Linked DNA regions of Mus musculus: all the other regions are linked to region 1. Evidence: chromatin contacts called from public HiCAR-type, HiChIP or PLAC-seq and promoter capture Hi-C data. All regions are on one chromosome and are shown on one strand. Each heading gives the region's core, a stretch centred on a gene start, on an enhancer-like site or on the middle of the called end of the contact. The rest is flanking DNA. Distances are from core to core; before and after follow the strand shown.

Evidence for each region. Promoter capture Hi-C pulls out the DNA fragments that hold promoters and counts their contacts. HiCAR-type assays count read pairs that join an accessible place to other places. HiChIP or PLAC-seq counts read pairs in DNA pulled down with a chosen protein or histone mark.
Region 2: a contact with region 1 is called in a HiCAR-type map of astrocytes, with 6 times the contacts expected there. The contact joins the promoter of Cacng3 here to the promoter of Kdm8 in region 1. A contact is called at or near these places in 2 of 39 promoter capture datasets (embryonic stem cells and hippocampal neurons) and 1 of 115 datasets of contacts at active chromatin or transcription factors (astrocytes).
Region 3: a contact with region 1 is called in an H3K4me3 HiChIP or PLAC-seq map of pro-B cells, with 12 times the contacts expected there. The contact joins the promoter of Tnrc6a here to the promoter of Kdm8 in region 1. A contact is called at or near these places in 4 of 39 promoter capture datasets (the C10 cell line, embryonic stem cells, hippocampal neurons and 1 more), 1 of 484 Hi-C or Micro-C datasets (B cells), 3 of 115 datasets of contacts at active chromatin or transcription factors (astrocytes, large pre-B cells and pro-B cells) and 1 of 9 other capture datasets (adipose tissue).
Region 4: a promoter capture Hi-C map of embryonic stem cells shows a contact between it and region 1, with 6 times the contacts expected there. The contact joins the enhancer-like site here to the promoter of Kdm8 in region 1. A contact is called at or near these places in 2 of 39 promoter capture datasets (embryonic stem cells and liver), 3 of 115 datasets of contacts at active chromatin or transcription factors (astrocytes, embryonic stem cells and large pre-B cells) and 1 of 9 other capture datasets (embryonic stem cells).

The regions. Positions count from the first base shown.
Region 1 is chr7:125,442,622-125,447,183 of GRCm38.p6, forward strand. It overlaps Kdm8 (lysine (K)-specific demethylase 8), which reads left to right and starts at 1,999. Exons shown (of 8, transcript NM_029842.5): 1 at 1,999-2,171.
Region 2 is chr7:122,669,532-122,674,093 of GRCm38.p6, forward strand. It overlaps Cacng3 (calcium channel, voltage-dependent, gamma subunit 3), which reads left to right and starts at 2,213. Exons shown (of 4, transcript NM_019430.2): 1 at 2,213-2,453. The coding sequence starts at 2,243.
Region 3 is chr7:123,121,958-123,126,519 of GRCm38.p6, forward strand. Tnrc6a (trinucleotide repeat containing 6a) reads left to right here and starts at 1,928. Exons shown (of 24, transcript NM_144925.3): 1 at 1,928-2,375; 2 at 2,711-2,758. The coding sequence starts at 2,371.
Region 4 is chr7:123,217,900-123,222,461 of GRCm38.p6, forward strand. The region is part of intron 1 of Slc5a11 (solute carrier family 5 (sodium/glucose cotransporter), member 11); the gene reads left to right. Among named protein-coding and RNA genes, the nearest start is that of Slc5a11, 5.3 kb to the left of the region's middle. Within about 2 kb of position 2,387, at least 50 of the 459 cell types and tissues checked have an H3K27ac peak or open chromatin away from gene starts, as enhancers often do. A contact at or near this core is called in embryonic stem cells, where this site is marked.

The sequences.
Region 1 (4,562 bases), core at 749-3,248:
TTTCTGGGTTCAAGTCTCCTTTGGCAATTGCTACGGGATCTGTTTGGACAACTCAGAAACTAACGTCCACCCTACCACAGTATCTCTGTAGCAAACTCTCTTCCACTGTCACATAAAGATCAAATTCTGACTTAGTAAAGAGAGCTTTAAATATATATATATATATATTCGAAAAGAGAAAAAAAAAAAGACCATAGCTTATCATTGTAGTAGAGAGCTTGTGGTCAGAAAGTCTGCAAGTGCCCTGAAGACTAAACAAGAAGAGCTGACAGAGAAGGGGCTGGGGGAAAGGACATATGGAAGTCAGAGGTCAATGGTGGGTATCTTCCCAAATTGCTCTCCATCTCATTTTCAGACAATGTTGATAAGCCACCACCACTGAAATGAGACAACTTAAGCCAGATTAGATTGTATTAAAGGCAGGTTTATTGGAAAAACTGTTCTTGGGTGGGCAAGCTCACTGGCCCCAAGTCCAGGGAAGTTGAGCCATGGGTAGTGGGCGGGGGGTTGTTACAGGGAGGGGAAGAGTGAAGGGAGGGAGGGAGAAAGAGAGAAAGGGGCCCCACACACAGAGTGAAGAGAGAGACCAAAATGTCTGGATTATATAGGGAAGAAGAGCTTCTGGGGGGAAGGGCAGTCCAGCCCCCACGCTAGAAAGTTCAGGGTTGGGAGCAGGGTATGCCAGGTAGGGACTGAGGGATTCTGGGAGAACCTGGAGGCCAGGTCTGCTTTGGTGTGTAAAATATGCACCCGAGTCCCTTGTCCTGGGGTTCAAAACCAAACAAGCATCTCTCACTGAACCTTGATCTCACTGACTCTGCTGGGCTGACAGGACAGAAACCCTGGGGACCCTCCTGTCTCTGCCTCCCCAGTTCTGGAACTGCAGGTGCTTGCCCCTGCACTTGACTTTTTACTGAGAATTTACAGCCAGGCCCTCACACTTGCAAAGCAAGCACTTAAACGACTGCTCATCTTCCCAGTTAGAGCTTTTCTTTCACAGGAAAGAAATCCAAAGCTAGAAAATTCAGGAAATAAAATAGAAGGGTGGCCTGCTAATATAGCAGGTCAGAGCTACTACACCCCGGGTGTCAGCCTGTGCACAGCTGCATGGGGACCAACATGCAGGCACCTAATTTGGCTGTCCAGCATTTTGTTGATAAGTGGGGACAAGTAGTTCGATTAATCACTTATTAAACCAAGCATGAGTTAGGTGTGGTGGCGCATGCCTTCAATCCCAGCACTCTGGAGGCAGAGGCAGACGGATTTCTGAGTTCGAGGCCAGCCTGGTCTATAAAGTGAGTTCCAAGACAGCCTGGGCTATACAGAGAAACCCTGTCTCACACACACACACACACACACACACACACACCCTAAAAACAAACAAACAAACAAACAAAAGACCAAGCATGGAACTTTGGAATGCTGGCCTGTCACAGAGAATGAAGGGATATCCTGGAGTTCTGTCTAAGTCCTATTGGAAGGATGTTTTCCTTGCAGAGACAGGCTGTGTGGAGTGGTGTGGCAGCAACCGATTCAGTGTTCCTGAGAAAACGAAAACTGAGGAGTGCCACATCCCGACTCAATCCCTGCTGACCAGTAGAAGTCACACTCCAAATCCAAGGCTAGCAGATCGCTGCAGGGAATCGTTTGCTGCTGCTGCTCCAGGCACCTCTGGAGTCAACCGGGAGAGAATGCTCGAAACTCAAAACTCGAACTGACTGCCACACCACTCCACATAGTCTGTCTCTGCAAAGAAACCATAGGCCAACTCACGGAAACCAGTCCTGCAAGCAGTACTTGTGGGCTCAAATTATATACGTGACTTCTAAAATCATGTGGCTATTTTTCTTCCACCTCGGCTTCCTACTCTGTAAAATAGGGAGAACTCATTATCTGAGTTGGAAGGATTGGGTAGTCGCAAGTGACAAACTGCTCTGCAAGGTATGACCCGGAAAAGAAAGCTCAAGCCTCCCAAGTCTTTGAACCGGAGGAGGGCGGGGCCTGGCATCGATTGCTCCGCGTTCCTCTAGGCACCCGTCGCGATCAGCCGAGTCAGAAGTGATCGATGCTCTCGGTGTAGTCGGTGATAAAGCCAGCCGAAGAATCTTCGCCCGGACGGAACCAGTCGTCGCCAGCAACGAGAGACACAAACAAGTCCAAGCGCCAGAGAGGTTAGTTGGAGCTCCAGGCAGCTGCAGTTGCTTAGACTTGCAGCCTGGCCGTGAAGGACGGATTGCGCAGGCGCCATGCTAAAGCCCGGCGCGGGCGAGCCGGGACGGTTTCACGCAGGCGCCTTGGGAGGCCTGGGAGCTGCTTGAAAAGCCGCGTGCGTAGTAGCTATCTGCTCCCCACAAACAGTTGAAGGAGCTGCTAGGGATGTCAAATAGCGCATGCGTGCAACTGTCGTGCCCTTCCCTTTTAGGCTTCGGTTAGTGGTTCAAGTGTGAGGATAGGTTTAGTGGCGAGACCGGCCCACATAACCACGCCTGCGCCGTCTGTCCGGAAGGCATGGCTGCGGCCACTGCTACCTGTTTCCAATCTCCATCCTCGAACCCGTTCGCCCAAGTCCGCCTGTCCCCCGTAAGCGGACAGAGGTCCACAGCAACAACCAAAGACTTCCTGGGAGTCGGGGCGTCTTCTCTTAGGCCACTTAGCCAGCCCTCCAATCCAGACTGTCCAGAAGGGCGTGAGCAGCCGGGTACTTTGAGAGAAGGACTGCACGTGCTTTCCCTAGACTGTTGTTCATGCTAAGGCATCCAGCATCCCGCTTAGCAACCAAAACCGGTTTCTGTAATGCATCCCCAAAAAGTGCACTTAGGAAGCGAGGCTTGATTCCGTTCGGCCCCGTTTTTGGCTCCTTTGGTTTTGGTGTGAGCAGCTTAGTTCACTTAGGAAGCCCAGATAGAACCACACAGATTAGATCCTGCACCCTTTGGGTGACATCCTTTCGCAAAAAGCGTCGTTTTGTACACCAACAAATGGGCCTTTATTTAAAGACCTTTTAGAATTAAGGCTACAGAGAAACGTTTTGTGCAACCCGCACCTGGCCATTACTTGAAAGCAGTGCCTTTTGCCTGACACGTGAATGTAGAATACCAGAAGGCCACCTTGCAAGCAAAGACACAGCCCCTACCAACTTCAAAAGCAAAGCAATGGCCGGCAAGATGTCTTTAAGGCCTATTAACTGTTGCACTGTGGGAGAGAAACTTATACTGGAACATATGAGGCCATTGAGGCTGGTACATGTGGCCTGTGTTTGGGTGATTGTGGGTGTCATTTTACCAACAATAACCCCCGGTTTTGTTTGTCTAGGCTCTTAAATTTATAGTCTCCTGGTTTAGGTGGTGAATTCCACAGTTAGGCCATCTATACCTGACTATTGGAAGCCTATTTATACATCTCACAATAAACTTTTATATGGTACTCTGGGAAGCCAATTTAGAGGCTAGTGTGGGTACACTGTTAAAGACTGGTTTATAAACCAACAGTTGCTCCCTTCTGTGGCAGGCCTTTTGGTTAATACTGCCTTTTCTAAGAGGCAATTCGGGGAGAGGGTATAGGAAGCCAGGCCATACTTATAGCCAGGTTACAGGGCCACTTAGTCTGGTCCTATCTGTGTCAGACCGGGTTGTGTGGGAGCACTGGGGGGTTGACTTGAAACCTGGGCTTGAGGCCATAGAGAAAGGCAGTCCAGGCAGTATACACTGGAAGGCCTGTTCAAGCTTCTGGTTGTGTGAAGACTGTTGCTTTGGGCCCACATCAGACCAGCTCCTCTGGAAACATTCATGGAGCCTAGGATCCTACAGTGGACAACTGCTGAATCCTGGAGCTCTTATAAAGAAACCTTGACACATTGGCTGTAAAGCCAAGGCAAAATGTGCCTTCACCTGGCGCATGGATTGTACCTGTTAGCTACTGTCTTAGTTAGGGTTTCCATTGCTGTGAAGAGACCATGACCAAGGCAACTTTTATAAAGGACAGCACTTGGGGCTGGTTTTACTTGGGGCTGGTTTACAGGTTCAGAGGTTCAGTCCATTATCATCATGGCCGGAAGCATGGTCGAATACAGACATACATGGTGCTGGAGGAGACAAGAGTTCTACATCTTCATCGAAAGGAAGCCAGGAACAAACTGTCTCCCACATGGCTGGGAGGAAGGTCTCAAAACCCACCCCCACAGTGACACACTTTCTCCAACAAGGCCACACCTCCTAATAGTGCCACTCCCTGGGCCAAGCATTTTCAAACCACCACAGCTATTACACCTGAGTTACCAAAAATATGTCAGTGTCAAGGAAGGAAAAGAACTTCCCCTTCCAGTCACTTAACCAAGAGTGAGTCCAGATCTGAGTTCTCTGTCATGCTCCCTGTGTCTTGTCCTCTGTCTGTCTGTTGCACTAGTCTGGATCAGTGCCGTCCTGAAGGCCGTCTATTGAATTGTTTTAGCCCTGTGTCTGACTGTTCTATGCGTGCCTGTCTGTCTTGTATGTGACTGCCTCTGTCTCTGGGTGTGTTGTGTGACTATCCATCCCTCACAAAGGGCTTCACTCTGTATTTCTTGA
Region 2 (4,562 bases), core at 963-3,462, 2.8 Mb before region 1:
CTCATTTAGACATAAACACAACTATACAAATAAGCCTATATGTGCACGCATATGTATATATAACACCAAGAACCAAATCTTCAAATGACATTAACATAAAAATAAAAATATCAAAGTAACAAAAAGGTTGTGAGCCAAGTCTGAGACTTCTTCAGTATATTGCCCCTACTCAGTTACCTGAATAGAAGCTCTCATACAGCCAGAAATGGCATCCTGGGGAATGGAGATGTCTGTGATCCCCTTCCATTATATGTTTGTCCAGTTAAATAACACTCAACTATGACAGCTGGTTGTGGGCACATCTCATGGGTTGTAGAAATAGCGCATGCAGCCTCAATTCCAAGCATCCAAATGGGTGTTACTACCTGTCAGCCCACAAGAAAATAATTGGTCAGAGCAATTCGGTGGAATGCCTGAAGTCAACTTAGTGTGTGTCCTTATCTATATGCTAGAACATATGGAACCGGGAAGCTGGTCTGTGCCAGTTCTTTTCAGCATTTGCTATTTCTGAGGGAAAGAACTCACAGGTGTGTGATGACATTTGTGCTTTGGGCAAGCAAGGAGCCCAGACCTAATTACACCTGCATCCTGGTCTGACTTAGAAGATGTTAACAAATGAACAGCACCAGGGCCTTTGGAGAGAAGCTGACGTTTTCAATGCTCTCTCATCCTGAATTCACCACCCCCTCAAATGTAAAAGTGTGAAAATATTTAAGAAGTGTATTCAGAAATCAAACCTTTACATCCCTTCATCCAAGGTCCCTGATATGTAAACAACAGTTTAGGTACATTTAGTTCCTTCAGCCCTTTAGAGGTATATATGTTCACATATACATATGAATGGTTCTGGGTCTGATGTAAGCACACTGTCTCCTGTGTAAATCTGAGCTCCGGAGACAGGAGGGTAGACATATTGGTTTGTTTTCTGAGGAATGAAATTGAGACAAATACACATAGACAACATTTTGCCCACCCAAGTGAGCCACCAGTCAGTCTCCCATCCCTTTAAAAAGATTAGATCTTTCCCGGCTTCTGTCTCCCTAGTGGACTCCTGCAGCAAAGAGCAAAGTTGCCTGGCTCATTGGGCTCAGGGATGAGGAGGAGGGTTGATTAGAGAATGCTGCGTGGGGTGGGCTCTGAGATAACGCGCGCGCCAGAGTGCGCTGTGGGCCCTTGTCCTTAACCCTTCCCTCTGAGGAGCCGGATCCGCCGTACTGCAGTGCCCTGAAGCCCTGATGCTGATTGCCCTGGGCTCCCGAAACTTTGCTTGGTTGTGGGCTTGAGTACGCAGAGCTGAGCTGGCTGGCTGGCTCTAGGAACGCACTAGGAGAGTGTTAGGGAAGGGACCCTTCAGCACCCGGAGTTCCTAGACTAGGACCACGAGGAACGGTGCAGCGGCAAGGGGAGCTGTCCCTTCAGCACCACGGACCTCCAACGACCCGGCCTTGAGAAGTGGGAGGCTGGGCAACAGGAGAGGAGCTGTCCGCTCAGCACCACGGACCTCAGCTCTCCGACGCAAGTGGCCGGCCCCCGCCCCAGGACTCTCCCTTTTCTCCAGTTTGCGCGGGGGTGTGGAGAGCAGGCGGAGAGCTTTCCTGGGAGGCTGGGGAAGCAGTGAACACTCTTCTCAGCGACTCGCCTCCCAGCAGAGCTATTTTTTGCCATCCGCCCTCACCCCCAGCACACGCGCTCGCACACACGCACGCACGCGCGCACACACACACAAACACACACTCACACACACATACACACGCACACACACACATACACACGTACACACACACTCACACACACGCGCGCACACACGCACACACGCTCACACGCTCACACACCAGACCTCTCTGGGTTTCTTTTGCCTTGAGTCTCTCGGGGCTGTGAGAAACCAGGCGCATCTCAAACCAAGCTGGCAGCTCCAAGCTCCGAAGCCATGCCCTGCACAAACGCTAGTCCTCACCAAGCTCCTGAGGAATGAAAGCAACCCAGGAATCCTCTGACCGCGGCAGTGATGTGGACCAACCCCCTGGAGCCCGCACCCTCCCGAGGGCCATAGAGGACTCGGGGAACTGGAGAGAGCCCAAGACAGGAAATCCCAGCTTTCCCAAAGTCCCCGTGGATGCTGACAAAAGGAGATCTGGATTTTTGGAAGAGGCCGTCCTAGGTTACCCAGCTGCAGAGTGATTCTCCCGTCTGTCACTGAATCTACCCCTCCAACCCCCAGCCGTTCAGAGTACCATGAAGAATTATGAGGATGTGTGACAGAGGTATCCAGATGTTGATCACTACTGTAGGAGCCTTCGCAGCTTTTAGTTTAATGACCATTGCAGTGGGCACGGACTACTGGCTATATTCCAGAGGTGTGTGCAGGACTAAATCTACAAGTGACAATGAAACCAGCAGGAAGAATGAAGAAGTAATGACCCACTCCGGGTTGTGGAGGACCTGCTGCTTGGAAGGTACTTACAAATTCCTCTCACTGGCTCTGAATGATCTGCTTCTAATGTCCTGACATGTGTTGGGGGGGAAATAGAGGCAATGGAGGGGAAGAAAAATAGTTTTAATTGTTGTTGGAAATATGTGAGGGTCCAGACTATGCTTCCACGGAGCCTGGTGCTGTGTGGATGGAAGGGTTGGGTCTTGTTGATTGGTTTTGGTCTATGCCAAATGTGATGTGATTTTGTAACGCTCTTAAACACCTTCTGCAGTTGAGAAAGCCTCTAATCCCGAGTCTCTAAGCATGTTGTGCACTGCTTGGATTTCTGTCTATAGAAGGAGACTTTGGATTTGTTTAATTACATTTTGGTGAATGGGGATTATTAAGGAATGGAAGCAGAGAAGACAGGAAGGTGCTGAGGGACTGATCTAACCTGGAGCACTCTGATCTGGTTTTTTATCTTTTAATCAATAAAAGCTTACCAGCCTCTTCTGAGTTTGGTCCAACTAGACATTGTCATGAACTCCCTTTGTTAACTTATACTAGGGAACAATATGTAAGCCCTAATCCCCACACCCTCACATCTAAAGAAAATGTCTTTATGAATAAGTGTTTCATTATTTAGGCTCAAAATAAAACTGAAGTCTTGGTGTTTGCTCTCCACCTGACTTCATTCATAAATCACGCCCATCACCAGCAAATGTATTTCCTTGACATTTAGATAAGACTGACTCTGAGAATTGCATCTCATTGCTTCTAATTTTAAAAATTAGAGGATTTGCTCTAAATTATAATGAGGTGGGCAGGCCATTTTAGAATGTGGAGCTCTTAGGTAGCCTATGTCACTACTAAACTTGCTTCACCACTTGAAGAGTGACTGTCAGTTTCAGTGGACAATACCTGGGTATCACAAGGAGTGAAAAAATAATGAAGAAAATCAAAGCTTTGTGAACCTGCTACCTAAGGGAGCCACTAGATTAAAGGGCCACTAAGAAGGGATTTTGTCTGCTTGGTTGATTTTTGCTGTTTCTCTGGCTTCCAGGAAGTCAGTGAAGTTTATCACAGTGATAGTCAGGAAAATACAGGCTTCCTCCCCTCCCCTCGATCTCCCTTGGTTCCTCCCCCTGCATTCCCTGTGGCATTTCTCAGGGTTTCTTGGGAACTCGCATTTATGTAAATGACTTGGGAACTAATGCTATGACATCACTTGCTAGTGTAATATTGCATCATTCTCTGGCCTCCTTCCCACGTCCTGACGCTCTGAACTCTCCTGCCTATAGCGCCACTACAGTTGATTCTGTTTCCAACACAGATTTGCAACTGGTGGGAAACCCAGGAGGGAAAGGGCTACTTCATGTGAAGTCAGAAAACACCAAGTACTGCTGCAAATGGTCTCTATACTCTTAGCTAAGAGATTTGTCCCTTTTAACTCTCAGTTAACCCAAGAAATGACTGATTCAGAATCAATAGTCTTGAGTTAGAACTACTGAAGCGTACACTGCAGCCAGTAAACTGACAGAAATTCTAAAATGTGGTTATTTCTGACCATTTGCAGTCGGCTAGCATGAGGTCATTCACCTTGGAGAATTTCCACCATTCCCTTTGCTGTGTTGGCAATTATGAATCGAATCAGTTTTGCAATGCTGTGATTGGTATATATGACGATGCCTACATAAGTGGCATTAAAAAAAAAAACCCGGGTTCTTCCCCAGCTAAAAGCCATACAGAAGTACATCAGGTTTATAGTCATTTTGCCCCTTGGAAATATTCTGGAAATGTAAAATTAAACAGTGATACTGACATTCTTCACCCTGCCTCATTTATTTAAATGTCTGTCAGGATAAAATCAGGGCCTACATTTCCTGAACCTTTCTTCAAACCTGCATAAAGAGCATTTCCTCCTCTCTTCGACATGCTGCTCTAGGCCTACAGTTCATGCCTGGGACCAAAGCCCCAACTGAGTGTTCCATGGCTTCAGTCGGGTAACTGAGAAAGGAGATTGGGGAAGAATTAGAAGGACTGGAGATGTGTTCTTGGGCTAGTCAGTTCTTTTGAGAAAACTTGTTGGAGCCTTCTTATAGTTTTTCTCAGCTAAGTCTCATGTTCTAAAGCATTCCATTCGGAAAGATAC
Region 3 (4,562 bases), core at 678-3,177, 2.3 Mb before region 1:
TTGTAAACCACCATGTGGGTGTTGGGAACTGAACTTAGATTCTCTGGAAGAGCGGCCAGTGCTCTTCTGACTACTGAGCTCTTTTTTACAGCCTCAGTTGTGGTTTTGATAGAGGAAAAAGTAATCATTACCTTCCAAAATTATAATTTGTGAATTAGTCTAATCACTTAACCTTGGTAAGGCAAGGAATATAGAGTAGAGAAGATGGGTGTTGAGGTAATCACAGGAATTGGGCAGAAACAAAGGCAAAACATTATAGGAAAGATTCTGTCTTAATTTGCCTTCTATCACTGTGATGAACACCATACTGACAAGCAAATTGGGGAGGAGAGGGTTTATCAGCTTACAGTTCATAGTTCATCATATAGGAAAATCAGAGCAGGAACTCAAGGCAAGAACCTAGAGGCAGAAACTAAAGCAGAGACATAGAGGAGTGTGCTGCTTACTGGCTTGCTCCCCATGGCTTGTAGCATGCTTTCTCATACAACCTGGGATGGCCTCTAAAGAGCTTCCATATCAACTATTAATCAAGAAAATGCCTATAGAGTTGCCTACAGCAATTTGATGGGGGCATTTTCTCAGATGACTCCATCTTGTATCAGTTTAACAAAGAACCTAACCAAAGTTGATCCTGTGTGTGTGTGTGTGTGTGTGTGTGTGTGTGTGTGTGTGTGTGTTATAGATCACTAGAACTCAGGAGAGAGAGATAGGCAGATTTCTGAGTTTGAGTCCAGTCTGGCCTACATAGGCTAGCCAAGGATATAGAGTAAGACCCCCATCTCAAATAAATTAAAATGTAAAAATTACTAGCATTTATTTGTTATTCTTCATTTTGCAATTTGTAATTTTTTTCCAAAAAATGTTTATAGGGTGTTCATAAAATTAAGAACACCAAAAGAAGAAAAATGCAAAACAGACGTTAACATGCTGGCTAGTTCCTTTCTGGGCATTCATCCACTCATTAGCTAACTACAACACACATTTCTCCTAGAGCAGAAGCAGACAATCACAGAGCTTGTTTCATGGGAGAGACTGGAGCAGGTTTAAACCAGTTAAAGGACTTAGAATAGAAAAGGGCAAAAGAAGGTTGTCTGCAGAGCGAGTTTTCTGAGAAAGTAAAAGGGAGTAGATTTTAAGTAGAGGAGAAATGTGCAGATTACTAGCATTATATGCACCGAATATGTATGTACCTATGTGCATTATAATATCTTAATGCATTATATTGCAGCATCCCCCTTTGGGTATGTATCTTATTGTATTTACAATCAGGTATGTGTCTATATTGTAATTTAAGAAAATAATTGTAATAATTGTATCTTCATGTATTATATTACTGTATCTTATTTTATCTACATGTAGACTTACATACTTTACCTACAGACATGTATCTTACAGTGTTCACATGTAAGAATTTTTGGGTGTTCACATGTCTTTCTGAGAACTAGTATGGCATCTGCGTTTCCATTCTTTTATTGTAACCAAGACCCCAGGTATTGCAAGTAGCTGCGTTTAATGCCACCTCATAGCATTAGATGTCGTAGCTGGCTACAGTTATTCAACCTTTCCTGTGCATTTGAGTTAATATCTTGATTGTGAAGTACTTAAAAGTGATACCCAAATGGTTATTTCTTGAGCAGAGAAATTCGTGCAAGTGGAATTGCTGAGTCAAGGGTGTGTAAAAATTTGAGGCACAAAAATAAAAAAAATGAAACTTCTGGGATGCATTCTTCACCTGGGAAGAGGCACAAATCGAGAGGTTAAATAAATGTGGCTGAAGGTCAAAAGTAATTAGATGTGGGTGAATTTAAAAAACGGCGCGGGCTAGTCTGGCAGCGGCAGGGGTGGAATTTGCGGTTTGCTGGATTTTTTTTTTTTTTTTTTTTTTAAAGGCGTGTTTCTGTAAGGGAGGGGCCGGGCCGAGGGGAAGGAAACTTGTGTCGCAGTAAAGAAGGAGGAGGGGATGGTCCGAGGCAAGCCCGAGCCAGCCTCGGCGAAAAAGGCCGCGCTCCGCTCTTGCCAGGCCCCAGAGCCGCTCGTGGGGAACCTCGGAGTTCCCCGACAGCTCCGGCGAAGTCCTGGACGCGTCAGACAGTTGTCAAGTGGCTGCCTCGTCCGGCAGGCCTAGTTGCTAGGACCTCCATCTTGGGGCTCCCGGGCCACGGCGCCCCCGGAAGGGGTTGCGAGTGGGGCATTCACTTCCGGTCTGGGGCCTGCGGCGGCAGCGGTGGCGGCGGCGGCGGCGGCGGCAGCGGGACGGTGTAGAAAATGGCGCTGGTGCAGCGGCTCGGGCCTGTCCCCGCGGCGCTGCGGAGGGCTTGAGGCTCGCGAGCCTCGTTCCCCGCGCCTCACGCGCTAGTGCACTTTACACACATGAGGTGAGCGGACCGGAGGGGAGGCTCGCTCGGGGGGCCAGGAGCCAGCCTCCGGCGCTGCCGCAGGACCCCCTCGGGCTGATGGGCGGCGGCGCGGGGCAGTCCCCGGGGGGACGCGGGCGTGGGCGGGAGTCCCGGGCGGTCCGGGAAGCTTGGTCCGGCGCGGGCTACGGCTCTGGGCTCGGTCGCCCTGGGCTCGGCGGCCCGCAGCGCTGCAGCCCGCAGCCCCGCCCCTCCCCCACCGCGCGGGCGCTCTGCCGCAGCAGCTCCGTTTTCACGCGCATCCCCTCCCCCCGTTTTTTTTTTTTTTTTGTGTTTGTTTTTGTTTGCTATTTCAGAGAATTGGAAGCTAAAGCTACCAAAGACGTAGAGAGAAATCTTAGCAGGTAAGATGGGCGAGCCTTCGGTCTCCCGCCCCTTTATAATCGTGTGTTTCCACTCTGCTTCGCTCTTCCTGGGTTTACGGACCCCCCCCCCCCAACCTCCACCCCCACCCCCCAACCCCGTGTCATTTGCTTTCGCACTCACGGAACAGACATTCGGGAGAAACGGCCTCAGGGAATATTGCATGGGGGGGGCATTGCAGGGAGACGCGTAATTACGAGTGTGTTCGTTCTTAAAAAGAAAAGCAAAAGGCAGTTCTTGTAAACTTAGTTAAAGCATTCTCACCCTTTTAGAATTTAATTAGGGGACTTGTGCATTAATTACTATTGTAAATGGTTGCAGGCATTGTGTGACTCATGATTGAGGCGGCCCTTATGGCGGGCTGTCAAACTGTTTTGGCTTCCCCGTTATTACTTTGTAGCTAAATTGTTGCCTTTATAAAAAGATACTATGTGTTCACATTTTTTCCTCTCTGTCTCTGCACATTGTAGTCAGGCGGATTCTGTTGCATTGGAAACAGTTTTGTCCTTGAACTTCATGAAGCATAAACTGCGTTTTGTTTTCCTTTGAAACTACATTTTAGTCTGTGTTCAGTGTGTGCTCTTTTTATCAGTTGGGAAAGTAATTAAAAATTGTTACCAGTAAGTGATTATCACTTCTGCTGGGTCTGAGTGCTTTTGCACTGGTAACTGGTAAGCATCAAATACTACCTCAAAAGAGAAGTGGGGTTTTTTTTTGTTTGTTTGTTTGGTTAGGTTTTGTTTGTTTGTTTGTTTTTTTGTCTCCTACCCCGAAGTAATGCATTTCTGGAAAACGTTTAGTTCTATTGAGCTGTAATTTCTAAATTATCAGAGAATTGTACTATACTTGACCCGTTTTCAGATCCACGTTTAAACAGACTTTTCCTTTACCTATTTGTTTTTGCATCATATTTAGACACTCAGAAACTTACAGATTAATACAGTAAAAACAACTTCCATTTGTTTTAGGTCTTAATATGGCTTACGTTTGTTTACTGGAAGTTCTAGGCTTATGTTGGGGTTATTAGCACACTTGTAATTGCACAAGTATTTTTCACCATGTAGAATTAATTGTTCCAAATTTCTGGCTTTTTGATTTTATAAATGTTAATCTGTTGGGGTGACTGTTACAGAATCTGTTCTCTTGGCAAAGAAACAGTATTGGCTTACCCATTAAGGGGTTTTTCTGGAACTCTAAATAATTATGGAATCATTTAAAGGGACCTTAAGAGCTGATACCAGTGGCTAAATGTCAGCTGGATGTTTAAACAAGTTATATTGTGAAAAGCAGGAAAGAAAGAATAAGATACAGAACCGAACGAAATAGATTGAATTATTGAGATGTAATTTTTAGTAATAGTATAGGTTTTGGATCTTTTTCTCCTTTCAATTTTTCTGTGAGGGTACCTAGAATTTAGGTAAACATTGTAACACAAGCATGATTTTCCACTTCATTATGATTGGACAGAACTTGGAATCTCTTCTCTTGGCCTCGTTTGAATTCCAGCTCTGCCACTTAAAATGACCTTGACTCTTGGCAGGTCACTTAGCCTCTGTCTAATCTATGAAACGAGAGGCTTGGGCCATCTTAGTTACTAAGGTCTGTTAGACCCCCTTAGGTCAGTGTCCACAGAGGGCATGTACAATTAGGTGGGAGAGCTCTCATATATACTTAAATAACGGTGGTACAAGGTAGTTGATGGAAGGGTCGAGAGGAGATGTCATTTCATTCTCCTGCTTGAGGAGATTCATTCATAAGATCATTAGGTATGAAAAAGAAATATAT
Region 4 (4,562 bases), core at 1,137-3,636, 2.2 Mb before region 1:
TTCGCCACTGCTCGTATTTGAAGGATGTGAACCTGTCAAGCATCCTATTTCAAACCATGTAACCCTGCTCACTTGTTCACTGCAGTGGACACCTGACTGCCACCCCCATTTTATAGATGGGGAAACAGCCTGCGAGTTGTTGCTCCAGCTCACAGATAGAGGCAACAGGTGAGATCTGAGCCAGTGTGCTGAGGTTCTGAGGTCTGCACAGTCGGCTTACAGCAATACATCTATTTCCCAGGGAGTCTTTTGCCCATAGTTAAAATTTATAATTAGATAGTAGTTGTCATTTTCTACTGGTGCAAGGCAACCACTTCCTGCCTCCTCACATGTGGAGTTTTTTTTGGTTGTTGTTGTTGGTGGTGGTTTTTGTTTGTTTGTTTGTTTTGTTTTGTTGTTGTTGTTGTTGTTTTTGCCTTCTTCCTGGGAAACTTGCCAGCATCTTGGCAGAAGCATCAAATTTGACACTTCATGTTGGGAGTGTCTCTAACATACACAGGAAGGCATTAAGCTACAAGCAATAGGATGTGGGTAACACTTCTTTCCCACCCCTTGTGAAAAGTTTGGAACACACATTAGTTGTAAAGAATGTGACTCTCATCAGCAGGCACACACAGGAGCCAGACTGAGACCAAAAAAAAAAAAAAAACCAAACAAACAAACAAAAAAAAAACAGAACAAAACAAAACAAAACAAAAGCCTGGAGCGAATATAGTCGGCCACAGGTGGCCCTGATTTAGCTTGCTTTCCTGGTTTGGTTTGGCTTGCCCTTGCACTGTGGTGTGGAAAATTTTCACATCTCCCTTAGCACAATCGTTCTGTGAACCACCAGAAGGGAAGGGTGAGAGCTGTCCCTGCTTGACTGAGCTTCCTTTTGTGCTCTGGCCACTAGGCAACCTCAAGGGCAGCCTGTTCTGCTTGCAAAGAAAGCCTTTGTCAGGACTGGCTGCCCTCCACCCTACCCCTCCGGAAGGGAGCTGGCAGGGGCTTTGAGAGGGGATCGAAGGGCCCACCCATCACTCGGCCCTCGGAGGCAGGCCAGGTTCAGATAATCATGGTGCTCTGTGCAAAAGGCACAGAGAAACGAGGGAAGCTCATTTCATTTGATGGTTTTAGGCAGCCACGGCATGGCAAGGGCCTGGGGTGAAAACCATGAGAATGGGAGGGAGGCTGCCTCCCTAAATGTGGCGAGCTTGGCTCACAGCTAGTGCCTAATAGATACTTGCTCTACTGAGCCCTCAAAGTCAGATAGAGCTCACTATGTAGAACCTGGCACACAGATGATAGCTAATGAATGTTCCTTTGGACTTCCAGGGCCTAACACAGAGCCTGGCACACAGCTGGCACCTACTAAATGGGCTAGAGAGATGGCTCAGTGGTTAAGAGCCCTGGCTGCTCTTCTGGAGGCCTTGGGTTCAGTACCACGCAGTGCCTCATACCATCCTATAACTGGTGCCAGAGGGTCCAGCGCTCTCTCCTGAGCTCATGCATGCATGAGATACACATGTGCACATGTATCTATCCAGGCACATGCATGTAAAAAAAAATAAGCCAGATTTTATATCCTACTGCATGTCCAGGGCATAACACAGAACCTGCCACATAGACAGTGCCTAACAAATACTTTACTGAGTCCTAAGTCCCAGCACATATATAACGTTATGTATAATAAAGCAGTCAAAGGGAGGAAAGCGGAACAGACAGCTGCTCGGACACAGCGACCTTCTGTCCTGTGTTCCAATAGCACCTGTGGCCTTGATGGGCACATCCAGGGCCTGACCCGGCTTCACTTTGGTATCCCGGTGCCTTGTTTTTCACCCACGAGCCGAAGGTACCAGGAGGATGAAACGAGAGTCTGCGGGGAGTACACCACATACTCTGCACCCAAGCTATTTGCCACTAAGGTCACAGTTGTACTGTGGGCTGTGGGTCAAGGCAGGTGCAGGGAGGCAGGTCTGGGTTCCCAGCATCTGTGGCTCAGCTCCTGTCCCCACCGTGAAGAAGCAGCTTCCCGGCTCCAAAGTCTCTCAATCACTTAGATGCTGTGCCAGCCTCCCCCAGCAGTGATGAAAGACTTGCTTATGTGTGGGCTCCTCAGTGCCTGGCAGGCAATGGGCAGAAAGGAGCCCGGTGGGGGGCGGGGCTGGGGACACCGATGGCCCCGAGGGTTCAAAGCGAAGGCCGCGGTCCTTTCTCCCTTCTTGCTTCTTTTCCTTTTCTGAGATTTTCTAGATCCATCCATCACTTTTCTCAGGTACAGCAACTATCCCTACCTGAATTGCATTCTGTCTTTCCCCAGAGTTCACTGTTTCTGAGGCAGTGGGTCTGCCAAGCTGGGCCTCAGGCTGTCTCACCGCCTATGTGACCTCAGACAGGATGCTACACCTCTAAGACCCACAACTTCCTCTCCTTTAAAGGCAGAGAGAGCATGTCCTACCCAGTGGGGCTCTGATCCTTAAGACAGCACCCAAGACCCATGGAGCTCCCTTCCTCCCCGAGCCTCCAGAGTCAGAGCTGGAATCTACCACCTCCCATCCCCATTCTAGAGCCTGTCTCCGGTCACATAACACCTCGGCTCAGGTATCATTATCCCTGTCCACAGAAACCAGGGGCTGTAAATTCCAGCCCTGCCTGGGCCTCAGGGGAGGGCAGAGCTGGACTGGAGCTTGCCTGCTCCTCCTGTTTCATAGGCCATGAAACACAATGCCTGCCTTTCAATGCCTTCCTTCCTTCCTTTCCTTGTTTCCCTATAAGAGCTTATATTGGCACTTGCCCTTGTTTTCTCTTCCTCAGAGAGTCTCCTGTCCCAGATCTGAAAAGCTGGGAGTGCTAGTGCATCAGGACTAAGAGCAAGGTCCTGCCTGGGGAAAGACAGGGGTGCACCTGCCTCGAGAGGGGCCTTGCAGGTCTCAGAGCACCTGTGGCTTCTCAACAAAGAGCCTACAATAAAGGGGCTACTTTAGCTCTCACAACCTGGGGGATGTTCCTGGTATGTAGGGGATACTAACCAGAGATGCCGCTCAGCATCCCATAATGCCCATGGAATCCAAAATAACTGCCTGGTTAAACAAGATTCCTCTTGATTACCTTACATAAAAAATGAGTTTGAAAATGGCTCAAGGGCTGGAGAGATGGCTCAGAGGTTAAGAGCACTGGGTGCTCTTCCAGTGGTCTGAGTTCAATTTCCAGCAACCACATGGTGGCTCACAACCATCTCTAATGGAATCGGGTGCCTTCTTCCGGTGTCTGAAGACAGCTACAGTGTACTCATATACATAAAATAAATAAATCTTTAAAAAGAATAAAAGAAATAAAGAAAAGAAAATGGGTCAAAGACCTGAATGTAAGGCATGAAACTCTAGGTAGGAGCTGGCCAGAGCTTTTTTTTTTTTTTTTTTTGTAAGATTTATTTTATTTATATGAGTATACTGTAGCTGTTTTCAGAGGTTACAGAGTTAAGAGCAGCCAGTGTTCTTAACTGCTGAGCCATCTCTCCAGCCCCGGCCAGGCCTTTTTAAAAGCTCTTTCTCTGTGAATTGTATCTTCTGTATTTTGAGCTTTTGGGCTAATATCCACTTACCAGTGAGTACATGTGTTCTTTTGTGATTGGGTTACCTCACTCAGGATGATATTTTCTAGTTCCATCCATTTGCCTAAGAACTTACAAAATCATTGTTTTTAATAGCTGAGTAGTACTCCATTGTGTAAATGTACCACATTTTCTGTATCCATTCTTCTGTTGAAGGACATCTGGGTTCTTTCCAGCTTCTGGCTATTATAAATAAGGCTGCTATGAACATAGTTGAGCATGTATGTATCCTTGTTATATGTTGGAGCATCTTTTGGATATATGCCCAGGAGTGATATAGCTGGGTCCTCAAATAATACAATGTCCAATTTTCTGAGGAATTGTCAGACTGATTTCCAGAGTGGTTGTACCAGCTTGCAGTGGAAGAGTGTTTCTCTTTCTCCACATCATTGCCAGCATCTGCTTCACCTGAGGTTTTTTGTTTTTTGTTTGTTTGGTTTTTTTTTTTTTTTTTTTGGTTTGGTTTTTTTGTTTTTTTCAAGACAGGTGAGACAGGGTTTCTCTGTGTATCCCTGGTTGCCCTGGAACTCATTCTGTAGACTAAGCTGGCCTTAAACTCAAATCCACCTGCCTCTGCCTCCCAAGTGCTGGGATTAAAGGCTTGTGCCACCACTGCCTGGCACCCCATTTTTAAATAGGGTTATTTGATTGTCTGGAGTCTAATTTCTTGAGTTCTTTGTATATATTGGATATTAGTCCTCTATTGGATGTAGGATTGGTAAAAATCTTTTCCCAATCATTGGTTGCTGTTTTGTCCTATTTACAGTGTCCTTTGCCTTACAGAAGCTTTGCAATTTTATGTGTCCCATTTGTCAATTCTTGATCTTAGAGCATAAGCTACTGGTGTCCTATTTAGGAACTTTTCCCGTGTCCATGTATTTGAGACTCTTCCCCACTTTCTCTTCTATTAGTTTCAGTGTCTCTGGTTTTATGTGGAGGTCCTTGATCCAGTGAGACTTGAGCTTTGTACAAG